Regions from separate parts of the Callithrix jacchus genome. Here region 2 is linked to region 1. Evidence: chromatin contacts called from public Hi-C data. All regions are on one chromosome and are shown on one strand. Each heading gives the region's core, a stretch centred on a gene start, on an enhancer-like site or on the middle of the called end of the contact. The rest is flanking DNA. Distances are from core to core; before and after follow the strand shown. Region 1 overlaps NHSL1 (NHS like 1). Region 2 holds the start of CCDC28A (coiled-coil domain containing 28A).

Region 1 (7,038 bases), core at 567-3,066:
GACATGGATGGTACTTTCCCCTACCAGAGAGGTCACCCACAAGCAGATGAAAACTCAGGCCATTTAGGAGGTGCCTCAAGGACTGGAACACTTATGAGACCCAAATCCCAGGAGCTAAGGCATTTTGAGAGTGAAAATGTCACGAGCCCAGCATGTGTGGTTTCTCCTCATGCGGCCTACTCCACCAGCATCATCCCAAATGCCAAACTGTCTTCCTCTTCCGAGGTTATCGCTATTCACACTGCTCAGAGCGCAGGGCAGCTGGAAAGTAGAAGTTCCAGCTCATTGCATGCAAAGATAAAATCCAGAGACCACCTCATCTCCAGGCATGCTGTGAGAGATGATCATCAGTCTCCCAGTCGCCACTGGAATGAGGGTCACACCACCATGCTTTCACAGGCCTTAGACCCTCAGTCCTCTGGTGCACCCACACTGTTGTCCCTCTGTGACTCGGCAGTCTCTCTAAATGCTCCAGCAAATAGGGAGAATGGGTCCCAAGCCATGCCATATAATTGTAGAAACAACCTGGCCTTCCCAGCCCACCCCCAAGATGTGGATGGCAAGAGTGAATCTAGTTATTCAGGGGGTGGAGGACACAGCAGCTTGGAGCCCTGGGAATACAAAGCCTCAGGTAATGGAAGGGCATCACCCCTGAAGCCACATTTAGCAACTCCTGGCTACTCCACTCCCACAAGTAACATGAGCAGCTGCAGTTTGGACCAAACATCCAACAAAGAGGATGCTGGGTCACTGTATTCTGAGGACCACGATGGCTACTGCACATCTCTGCATGCTGACTCTGGACATGGATCTGGGAATCTGTGCAATAGCAGCGATGGCTTTGGGAACCCCAGGCACAGTGTGGTCAATGTTTTTGATGGAAGAGCTCAGAAAAACCAGGGGGACCGATCCAATTACCAGGATAAATCCCTGTCAAGAAGCATCTCTTTGAAAAAAGCAAAGAAGCCTCCCCTGCCACCTTCCCGGACAGACTCCCTCCGCAGGATTCCCAAGAAGAGCAGCCAGTCCAACGGGCAGGTGCTTAGCGAGAGCCTGATCGCCACACTCCAGCATTCGCTGCAGCTGAGCCTCCCAGGCAAGGGTGGCAGCTCGCCATCCCAGAGCCCCTGCAGTGACTTGGAAGAGCCCTGGCTGCCCCGCTCCCGGAGCCAGAGCACAGTCAGTGCTGGCAGCAGCATGACGTCTGCCACCACCCCCAATGTCTACTCCCTGTGTGGGGTCACACCATCGCAGAGTGACACGAGCAGCGTCAAGTCAGAGTACACAGACCCCTGGGGTTACTACATTGACTACACGGGCATGCAGGAAGATCCGGGGAACCCAGCAGGGGGCTGTTCAGCCAGCAACGGGGCGCCCACTGGGAACGGGCCAGTCCGCCATGTCCAAGAAGGGTCCAGAGCCACAATGCCCCAAGTGCCCAGTGCTTCAGTCAAACCAAAGATCATGTCACCGGAGAAGTCACACAGAGTGATTTCTCCATCCAGTGGGTATTCCAGCCAGTCAAATACACCCACAGCACTCACCCCTGTGCCTTTGTTTTTAAAATCAATGTCACCAGCAAATGGGAAGGGGAAGCCCAAGCCCAAGGTACCAGAAAGGAAGTCCTCTCTGATATCTTCAATATCCACTTCGTCGTCGTCCACTTCTCTTTCCTCTAACACTTCTAACGAAGGGAGTGGCACTGTGAAGAAGCTGGATCCAGCTGTGGGCTCTCCCCTGGTTCCTCCTCCTCCTGTTCCCTCTCCTCCATCCCCTTGTCCTGCAGACAGGTCTCCTTTCTTTCCTCCTCCACCTCCTGTTGCAGACTGTTCCCAGGGCCCTCCTCTGCCTCACTCTCCTGTGTTCCCCCCTCCGCCGCCAGAAGCTCTCACTGCTTTCTGCTCCCTACCTGATTGGTGCCTTTCTCCTCCCCCCACTGCACTGAGCCCCCTTCTTCCAGATTCAACTGTGTCCTTGCCATTACCCCCACCTTTCTTACCTTCCTCAGAGCCCCCACCCGCCCCACCTCTTGACCCCAAATTCATGAAAGACACCAGGCCTTCTTTCACAAATTCTGGCCAGCCAGAGTCCTCCCAGGGATTCTTGAGGCCGCCTTCTACCAAGGAGGAGACCAGCAGGCCCCCGATGCCCCTGATAACCACAGAAGCATTGCAAATGGTGCAGTTGAGGCCCGTGAGAAAGAACTTGGGTGCCGAGGCAGCACCGTTGTCTGAACAAGCAGCTCGGGAACAACGAACTCCGGTCGCTCCACAGTACCACTTAAAGCCATCTGCTTTCCTGAAATCCCGAAATAGCACAAATGAAATGGAGAGTGAAAGCCAGTCTGCCTCTGTGACAAGCTTGCTTCCAACGCCTGCCAAGAGCTCGAGTCAGGGTGACCATGGCAGTGTGGCCGAGCACAGCAGCCTTGGAGCTCCGAGCGCTGGGGAGGCAGAGGCTCGGCCCAGCCCCAGCACCACCCCACTCCCAGACTCTTCACCCAGCAGGAAGCCACCCCCCATTTCCAAGAAGCCCAAACTGTTCCTGGTGGTACCACCTCCGCAGAAAGATTTTGCAGTGGAGCCCGCAGAGAACGTGAGCGAAGCCCTCCGAGCCGCGCCCAGCCCCACGAGGGGAGAGGAAGACTCTGTGTATGGCAAAGAGGCAAAAGAGAGTTCTGCAGCCCAAGCTGGCTCTCATGCCACGCACCCTGGCACCTCGGTTCTTAAGGGAGGAGCTGCAGGATCCGTGTCCCCCGACAGAGTGGAAGCCAATGTCCCCATGGTACAGCCCAATGTCTCACCGGCTCCCAAGCAGGAAGAGCCAGCCGAGAACAGTGCAGATGCTGGGGGCGATGGGGAGAGCTGCCTGTCTCAACAGGACGGAGCAGGTGAGTCTGGCTTCCTGGCTTCTCTCTCCTGTGCCCTCTGCCCATATGCAGCTGAACCAGATAGAGTTGTTGAATGCTCACATGTAGAAAGAACCCAGGTAGATCAAAGTCATGTGAAAACTAGCAGTATGTGGGCTTCCTGTGCTAAAACAGGTTAAGTTACCAGCTTTGCATTTTGTTATTATTTTTAATATCTAGACCTAAAGGAATGGCAGAAAATAGGGGCATGGAGATAATCTGCAGCAGGCTGGGTATTAAATAGCAGTGGGTAACACCTCCCAAGAACCGTTGCAACAAAATTTAAGAGAGATGCCCTAGGCGTTCTATACTTTAACAAAGAATGAGCTCTGGCTCTCAGGCTAGTGTCATTTTTCCCCGTCTTTGTAAACTATCAAACTACAGACCCACGGCATCTCCCTGTGGTTCTCACATTGTCAGGAATGGCAGGGAAGCAGCATATTTAGAAGCTTGGCTGCGGACTGAAATTGTAGTCACTTGAGCGTCTTGCGTGCCTGCCTGCTTTTCCATAGCTGGGGTACCGGAGGCCAGTGCAGCCTGTTCATCCTCGGAGGCCTGTGACTTCCTCAAGGACGACGGGAGTGATGAGGTGATGACCCCCAGTCGGCCCAGGACCACAGAAGACCTTTTTGCAGCTATTCACAGGTAGTTCACACTCCCTCCTCTGACTTTAATCTACTTTATAATTCCTTCTTTCCAAGTGGCCCCTCGATTTATTTTTCTTCCTTACAGTTTCTTCTGTCACCCAATCATGACTCCTTAACTTTACTGTTGATTTTTTAGTGGGTTCCTATAGTTTTATTTCCTCTGAGTCCAATTTCTGTTTCACTTTGTCTCACTGATTTTTATGACATTGGGGACAGAGGCTCAATGTGATACCTTCTGGTAGGCGCTGCTCTTCCTGGCAAGGAGTGCAGCGTGGCAGTCATAAGACAGAGTATTAGCAAGAGTGGGGTTAAAGCACTGACAGTGCGGTGGGGTGAGGAATGCTGCGTTCTGTGGATTCAGAATGCACAGACAGCTCCACGGGACTCTCCTCCTCAGGAGGTTTTAGTTTAGTATTGTTTTTTCCATTTTACAGAAAAACCACGATTATACAGTGCCGTTTCTTTGGCTGCTTAAATGTTTCTATAAAAGAGTGCGTCTCTTTGAGCAGGAACAAGAGTGATGTGTGCTTGTTGCTGTATACCACGAGTGCCATCTACTGGCAGCAGAAATCTTTGGGTTTAAAAACAAAAAAGGATAAAATTTTCAAAATAATGGCCTGAGTGGTTACAGTTTTTATGTATGTTCATCTTTAAGAGTGAATATGATTTAGCACTAAAGTTTTATTTATCGCGACACTTTTCTGATTGTAAACAGCTGAGCACTCCCACAACAGTGCCACTGTGAGAACTGATGACGGTTTATGTGCAAGTACTTGAAGCCATAATGCTACTAAGCCTTTGGCTTCCTTCTAGACCTCTTTACCACGGTGTTTCCAGGTAACTCTAATGAATGTCCTTATGTTGCCAAGGCCTTATTTTGCTTTGAATGAAGATCCTTTTTTTTTTAACCTCCTGAAACAAAGAATCAAATGATTCTATAGGAATCAAATGATTGATTCTATAGGAATCATTTGATTCTGTGTGTGAATGATCTTCTATGAGCACTCTTTATTCTTGGAATCTCACTGAAAAGACTAATGCATAAGATGAAAAACATAGTGCTGTACCTACCGGAAACTCTCCATGCGACACATAAGCATCTAACTTGGTGTGGGGATAATGAAGCTGGTGAATTAATGTGCTTGTGAATAATTATGCTCTTTACATCGCTCCTCTAGTATTGGTATAATAGATCCTAAAGACTACCTCCGTTAACATGGGCTGGTTTTGTTAATCTCATTAGAAGTAAAACAGTAGTTATCCAATTATTTCTCAAAACAGAGAAATGATCAGTGATCCATCCTTTGAAACTTTAGTGGCAATTCTAGAAGTTCCCACAGATGTTTCTGACTCTTAACCATGCTGGACACATAATAAGCACTCAATAAATATTTCCTGAATTAAATAAAACCAACTGGTATTTAACCATTAGAAGATTCTTCCAAGATTCAAAGTATTTCATTTAGTATGGAATGCACTGAATTGCTAAATATACAGGCACATTTAGCTATTTATAGTAGCCATCTACAGAGAAGATTTGCATTGCCTGGTTGTTCTATGTACTAAATACTTGGTTCTAGTGAGGAAACCCAACTGTTGTGGGTCCGAATTACTGCATATTTTTTCCCAAAAATATGCCAAAGGTTTCTTCTATATTTTGGCAACCTTCTTAAGGCACTGAAAAATGTGTGGTTTTTATTACTAGGGCATTACATCGACTGCAGATGTAGAAATTGGTCAGTTTGTAGTATTCAGTGTGCGCATGAGAGAAGTAAAAGCCAACTAGGCCTTAGGAACTGACTGCAGAGAGAGCGCGAGGACACATGCTAATTTCTGTTGTAGTGTAGAGAATAAATTAGCAGACATAGTAAAAACCTATCTACTGTCTGTGTTTTTTAGGGCTTTATTTTTATGTCCTTCAGCACATAAGCTCATAATTTAAAATAAAGAATATCTAAGTTGAAACACAGCTTCCAGATTTTATAATGCAAATTAATTCGCTTCAGATTTAAAGCCAGATGGAAAATGTAGAACACCAGTTGAGGTGTGAAGTTTTTATATTTATTGAAGTAATTAGTTTTTAAATCAGTGTTAACTGTTTAAGCACTTTTTTATAGACATCTTCCTTAAAAATACATATTTGTGTGTGTCTGTGTGTATGTATATGCAAAGAATTTGTACATTTAGATTTAATTATTTTAGTGGGCACCTGCTCTCGAGAGATGACAGTGCTTTCATAGAATCCCATCTTCTTCTTTCTTTTTTTTTTTTTTTTTTTTTTTTTTTTGAGACAGAGTCTCACTTACTCTGTTGCCCAGGCTGGAGTGCAGGGGCACGATCTTGGCTCACTGCAACCTCTGCCTCCCAGATTCAAATGATTCTCCTGCCTCAGCATCCTGAGTAGCTGGGATTACAGGCATGTGCCACCATGCCTGGCTAATTTTCATATTTTTAGCAGACACCTGGTTTTACCATGTTGCCTGGGCTGGTCACTCCATCTTCTTTCTTAATTCTGTGTCACAGTTAAAGGTCATCCTTTTAATCAAGTGTAGTTGTGACTTGTTTAATGGGTCTCAGTGTACCCTCACCATTTAAAAACTAAATTAAAAATTAAGCCACCAGCCAATACCTAAAAGAATGAAATGAGCAGAGCTGTTTTGGGGAGCAGACCATGTAAGTGATGAGACCATGTGCTGTAAGGACAAAGATAGTCCCTCAAGTCCTAGCTGTCATACTAACAAGTTGTGTGACTTCACTTTTTAGACCCCAGTTACCTTTTCGGAAGCCAAAAGTGGTTGGACTAGACCGTTTGTAACATCTTTTCTAGCTCGGCAATTTCAAGATGTTAGGATGTCTGTGGTTTGATCAGCGGGTCCTAACTCATATCAGGGCACCACATTTATTGACTACTGAGTGGGACCATGAAACCTGTGTTGTAGGCCGTGTTCTGCAGTCCCAAAGAGTCTGGTGCCCTGTCCACTCTGGCCACCCTTCAGACTCTATATTGAGTCTTTACCATTTCCCACCCTCTGCTTTAGTGGCTTCTTTTTGAGCAGAAGGACGGAGATGACCCCGGGAACACCAAGCCCAGGGTAGCCAGCGTGGGCCCATCCTGCCCTCTGTCCTGCTGTGTAAGCCACATAAAAACTGAATCAACTTTCTATGTGACATTCAAAGGTTTGTCAAGCACCTGCTCTATGCCTGACCGATTATGGCTGTTTCGGCAAACTGTGACCTATATACTCTTATTCCTCCTTTTGTGATAGGAAACACAGTCAGAAATGTCCACTTGCCCAAGAGGACAGAACAAGGAAGCTTTAGCAGTGGGAGTTATATAGCTTCTTTATTTCACTTAATCTTCACAAACCTGTGAGGTTGGTATCTTGTAAGTGAGGAGGCACAGCATGTATAGGTAACTTGCCCCCAGGTCTCTCAGCAAGAAGTGGGAAGAGTCTGGTTTCAACTCTTAATCTGTATGTACAG
Region 2 (6,119 bases), core at 2,559-5,058, 350 kb before region 1:
GAGATTATCATCAAGGCAGTAATCTCATCTTTTACTATGTGTAAACCCAGCAGCTATAGAATGCAACAGGCATTTCCTTAACTAACTCAGCAGGGTGAGTTTGGATGTGAGAAAATTTATTTAATAATTAGAAAGAAGAGTCAGGTGTGGTGGCTCATGCCTGTAATGCCAGCACTTTGGGAGGCTAAGGCAGACAGATCATGAGGTCAGGAGATCGAGATCATCCTGGCTGACATGGTGATACCCCATCTCTACTAAAAATACAAAAAATTAGCCAGGCGTGGTAGCCAGCACCTGTAATCCCAGCTACTCAGGAGGCTCAGGCAGCAGAATCACTTGAACCCGGGAGGCAGAGGTTGCAGTGAGCTGAGATTGTGCCACTGCACTCCAACCTGGGCAACACAGTGAGGCTCCATCTTAAAAAAAAAAAAAGATTGACATTATATGACACTTTTTTCTATAAAGCTATAATCATTCCTTCCAAATACCTAATACTACAAAATACTTACATATATGTAACAGTAACATATAATATAAACTTGTCACTTCTATTTCCTTTAAATATCCTGGATGCAAATGATGTTCACCAAATATAAATAATGATTATTTCTAGATGTTGGAATCTTTGCGTTTTGAATTTCTTTTGTCCTGTGTTTGAATTTTTATAAAAAAACAAATTATTTATGCAAAACAATGACATCATTATCTTTTAGAAATAAAAACTGCAAGCTGGGTGTGGTGGCACACACCTGCTGTCACAGCCCCTCAGAAGGCTGAGGAAGGCAGATCCCTTGAGCCCAGAAGTTCAAGGTTGGCCTGGGCAACAGTGAGACCTCATATTTAAAATATATACATATGTAAAATTAAAAATAAATTTAAAAAAACTACCAAAGCACAAACACTCAGCTTAGTGAAGAGAGAGACAGAGAGAGAGAGAGAGAGAGAGAGAGAGAGAGAGAACAAAAAACCCTGCTGACTTTATTTCACCTTTTCCCTTTTCCCATTTCTGACTAGTTCATCAACATGGTCAGCAAGTTTTCTTGTTCTGTATATTTTAATATGAGACAAAGTAAGGGCCTTCAAACCAATAGTTCATTTTGCATTTTCCAATCTCTATACACAGTAACTTTCATATATTATTCTTCTAACTCACACATAATAGATGCCTTAACTGTTTTAAAAGTCAAGCCAAGACCAAAAAAATGTTTGAAGGAGTAGTTGAGTCAGGATTTACTTCAGCGACATTTTACTGTGAACATGTAAAAAGAAGAGAATTCACCTTTTTAATTTTGGCCGCTGTGAAGCTGCCTGCGATGCAGGATTGGAAAACCCTGTGCTTTTACTCACTGGAATGGCATTTTTTTTGGCATTGACAACCTGAGTACAGTGGGCACTAAAAGACTTAGGACTCCTCCTCTTCACTTTCCGCTCTTCCATTGTTTTAAGTTCCTTATTGCACCACGGCCAGCTTCTTAAGACCTAAGTAAGGAAATACAACGATTATATATGTATACTATACTATACAAACATGTAAGAAACTCAAAGACCCATTTCACAGGTCAAAAGAGGATCAAGAATTCCAGAGGGCACAAGATGTTAGAAAATGGGTCTCTTAAGTTTACTCTACTATGTACCCATAAGCTGCCAGCAAAATTGTCTGGTAGACAAGTTTTTTGTTTGTTTGCTTTTGCCATTTCTTTATTCCCTCATCTTACAAATACTTACTAATTCTCTTCCACAAGCCAGACCTATTGTGGGTACTGGGGAGAGGGCACTGAACAAAACAAAGTCCTTGCCCTCAAGAAGCTTACATTTTACAAGGGGAACAATATATAAACAATAAACAAATGATTCACATAATATTCCCAGCCTGATTCAAGCTTCAGATAGCCTTTAGGTCTCTCTCCCAAAATGTATGCTCAAGAAGAACCAACTAGATTCAAACAGACGTAAAATTGTCAGGGGGATTTTGCTAGCATTTTAAAAAGCAACTAGAAGCCTTAGTTCAACTACTAAACAGAAACTCAGTTTCTAGCTAGCGCTAATACTGATTCTAGTTGGGTAATCAAGTGAAGTTCTAGAAAATCAAACTTGTTCCTTGCCTATTTTGAATATGCCTTCTCTAACCATTTCCAAACAAACATGAATTTTATGATATATATTTGGTTTTGTCCATATTAAAAAAGTTAACAATGTGAAGTTATGCAGGGCCCTTTCATGGGGAATATGTGTAAGGCCTCCTGTTTATCCTTATATAGTCCCCTTACTTTATGTATTAATCAGCTCTATTTTTCTAACATCCATCTATTTTTAAATACCCTTCCAGATTTTATTTGTGCATAATGTTAAATTTTTCTTCATTATTTCATGTAACATAAGATGAAGAATTTATATGGCTATCTACCTCATCAGACTGTAAATTGTCTAAAGAAACATTGGCTGTATTTTGCATGTTGTGTTTCATTTAAGCATGCCATGACCATTCAAAAAGATTCAAACACATTGCTGTCGCTTACAATAATTATTTGAGAAATTTAATGAAAATAGTTTTTTTTTTTTTGCTTTTGCCTGGACTTAGCGCCACTGGCACTGGAATTGAAACCACTGACCTTAAATTGGCTGACGCTAGACAATCACAACTGCAGCTACAATACCCCCAAAGAAGAGCTTTCTGGGAAAGGCTCCAATGCCCAGTCTCTAATCCCAGATACCAATTGTAAATCCACTTAAACCTTGGTTAACAATTTTTCTTTTAAGGAGCATTTTTGGGTCGGGAGCGGTGGCTCACGCCTGTAATTCCAGCACTTTGGGGGACTGAGGCGGGCGGATCATGAGGTCAGGATATCGAGACCATCCTGGCCAACATGGTGAAACCCCGTCTCTACTAAAATACAAAAAATTAGCCAGGTTTGGTGGTGCATGCCTGTAGTCCTAGCTATTTAGAAGACTGAGGCTGGGGAATCGCTTGAACCAGGGAGGCGGAGATTGCAGTGAGCCGAGATCACGCCACTGCACTCCAGCCTGGCGACAGAGCGAGACTCCGTCTCAGGAAAAAAACAAAACATAACAAAATTAAAAAGAAAAAAAAAACCCACACACTTTTGGAAGCAGAACAGTAATTCTGGGGTTGTCCCAACATGAAGCACAAATTAAATAGAACTTTGAAAGATGACTGAATAGAGACGATGGGTTATTAGTTCTCTGAAGAGTCAAGGATCTGTAAAAACTTAAGATACGCATAAACACGCTGGCCTGAAATTTAACGATGTTAATACACACTTGGTGGTAGAAGAAAAAAAATCTAGGAAGTAAAGCAAACTAATGTTGCTCTAAACCACAATGTTCTGGGGAGCCAGCACTCCCGATTTACTCGTTTTTGGAAAGTCACATCTGTCACAAGAGCACCGAAACCCTTCTTGTATATTAAACAGCAAAGAATTTTTTAAAGAAGGCTTAAGTAAACTGCTCACAGTTACTTATTCACACGTTGGTTTTAAGTGCCAGATCTTGCCTCCAAGCAGGACCACTGGGAATCCCCCTTGACATCACTTCATTCCCCTTCCCCAATCTGCCGAAGCGATGACTCTTCACCGCCGGGTACCCGGCAGTGACCACAGCGGTGGGAAAGGCCTAAAGGGGCAAGTTGCGTAAGTTTCTTTGCTTCCACTACATACCTGAAGAAGAAGGGGATTGGGGCCCCCTTCCGCAACCCGCAAAGACCCGACAGCTTCAGACGCCACCGCAGCAGCCCCAGGTAGGGTCCCGATCACATCCCGGTACCCGCGCCTCCGCAGCTCCCTTTGTTTACGGAAGTGACGTGAGAAGGAGGAGCCTCCATGCCCCAGGCGGAAGCCCCGCCTTTTCCTACTCCCCCATCGTCGCTTGTGTCTCCGCCCTTGGCATTTCATTGCTTCTCCTGTCCTGCCTTCAGCTGTAACTCCGGCGCGCATAGAAAGGAAGACTCATGGTTGGGAGTGTCCTTCTAGTCTCTGTGACCCAGAAGCAAGACGCAATAAACGGGTGCAGTGGAGGTAGAAACGGGAAATGCAGTACCCTTCCCGGAAGCTACTCCGCCCCTCGGTGAGTGTCAGATCCCATGAACTACAATTCCCAGAATGCTGTTCGAGCAAACCGGAAGGCAGAACCAGAGTGTCGCCTTTCAACTGTTCCATGATTGTTTTCCATTGGTTGCCCGGAATTCTCGCGGCTAAACTAACTTAGGCTCCAAGGCAGTGGGAAAAGTGTGATTCTGTTCAGCGACCGTGATGCTGAGCCCCTAAATGAGAGTCTGCTATCACTATTAATAGCTGCTCTGGTCGGGCCCTAGACTTAACGTTATATCTAAACCTCTCTAGAATTTTATAGGTAGGTGTTATAATCCCCGTTTTAGAAATGGGGAATTTGAGGCTGAGAAAGTCTCATTGATGCAGGTGTCTTCTCTGTCGCCAAAGACAGTTCTACTTCCATTATGCTTACAGCCTCTGGAAAAGGAATTGCAGGCTGAGAGAAAGAGCTCTATCTTAAAGGAGGGAAGAAATCCACGTTTCATTGCCTGGTCTGGGTTGCCGTCCCGGTGTGGGAGTGGGAGGTGGGAAGGTTTTAGATTTACAGGGCCTTGGATTGAAGAGACTGAAGGAACACCACATATTCCCCCCGCATTAGCTAATGGGAAACTGTATCTTGAGATTGTATCCATGCTAGAAAAGGCAGAGCAAAGACAACTCCAGTCTCCTGGCTTCTAGGATAGGGTGTTCTTCTACCACCCGCGAATTTTTTTTTTAATCTGAAATGTTTTAAAAAGAAAAGCACAGAGTGAACACTTACCCACTATCCAGAACGAACAGATTTATGAATGAAAGAAATAGAGCATTACAGATAAGGCAGGTGTCCCATATTCTCAGTTCCACTCTACCACCCTGAGAGGCAACCAGGATCATGAATTTGATACGTATCTTGCCAATCTAGGTTTCTATACTTAAACTATTATTATGTCTTATAAATGATATGTAGAATGGTTTTGGGCATTCGAAGTTTTACACGAATGCTATTATATTTTGTGTATTGATCTGCAATTTGATTTTTTTTTACCCAACTCTGTTTTTGAGATCTAGCCATATTGATAAATATAGCTAGACTTAATCAAATAAGTTTGCCACAAATTATTTGGGAATACCCATAGAGATGGATGTTAGGTTGTTTCCCATTTTTCCCCACTAAGCATACTACTGTAAAGTCTTCTCGGTGTCTTTTCCCAGTTTCTCCTTTTAATTAATCTCGAATTGTCTTACTTGTATGAACAGAGCTTGCAACTGGTGATTCACATGCTACTTTTTTTCCAATTGGTTGCTAACAGTTAAAATTGAAAGAATAAAAAAATGGATCTGTGGCATCTCATGAGTTAATGGGAAGATCTGACCACATTATATCTGCATTGTAGCCTGGCAACAATGGTTCAAGCTGAAAAGCATCTGCCTCCTTTAGATCAGTTCAAGTGCTATAATTTTTCTTTGCCTTTAGTACCCATCTGAGCCCTGTAGCATTTGTGTTTACAATCTGCAAATGATGTAGGGACACAGGAAAGTACCCTTCTAAATGTACATATTTCAGATATTCAGAAATAGGTATTCAGGTTTTGAATACCTATTTTTTTAACCTATATTAGCTAGACCCTGTGATAGGAAGTTAGGATGCATCTATCAACAAAAGGTACAAGAACTTCATAGTCAGAGATCTTATATTTCTGATATAAGAGACTGACAATAAAGTAGTAAACAAATAAAATAATGTAGTGAGATAAGAGTCCTGAAGTAACAGCTTAAGGTCAAAAGGAGTTTGTATTGAAGAAGTATGAGGGAAGGCCTTCCCAAAAGTGCAGCTTTGAGGTAGAGATAAGAATGAAGTGTATGAGCCAGCAATGGAATGATCTGAAGGAAAAGCATCCTTGCGTGCCAGGCACAGTGGCTTATGCCTGTAATCCAGCACTTTGGGAGGCTGAGGCAGACAAATAGCTTAAACCCAGGAGTTGAGACCAGACTAGGCAACATGGCAAAACCTTGTCTTTACAAAAAATAGAAAAATTAGCTGGGCTTAGTGATGCAGGCCTGTAGTCTCAGCTACTT

Evidence for each region. A called contact is a pair of places that touch in the nucleus more often than the background predicts.
Region 2: a Hi-C map of skeletal muscle shows a contact between it and region 1, with 6 times the contacts expected there. The contact joins the promoter of CCDC28A here to the enhancer-like site in region 1. A contact is called at or near these places in 3 of 3 Hi-C or Micro-C datasets (induced pluripotent stem cells and skeletal muscle).

Annotation. Positions count from the first base shown.
Region 1 is chr4:145,198,304-145,205,341 of calJac240_pri, reverse strand. NHSL1 (NHS like 1) reads left to right here. Exons shown (of 8, transcript XM_008995154.5): 6 at 1-2,890; 7 at 3,421-3,553. Among named protein-coding and RNA genes, the nearest start is that of HEBP2, 26 kb to the right of the region's middle. Within about 2 kb of position 1,816, at least 3 of the 16 cell types and tissues checked have an H3K27ac peak or open chromatin away from gene starts, as enhancers often do. A contact at or near this core is called in skeletal muscle, where this site is marked.
Region 2 is chr4:145,552,545-145,558,663 of calJac240_pri, reverse strand. CCDC28A (coiled-coil domain containing 28A) reads right to left here and starts at 3,808. Exons shown (of 6, transcript XM_002806733.6): 1 at 3,675-3,808; 2 at 1,280-1,479. The coding sequence starts at 1,437. It overlaps LOC108591313 (a long non-coding RNA gene), which reads left to right and starts at 3,844. Exons shown (of 3, transcript XR_013534580.1): 1 at 3,844-4,080.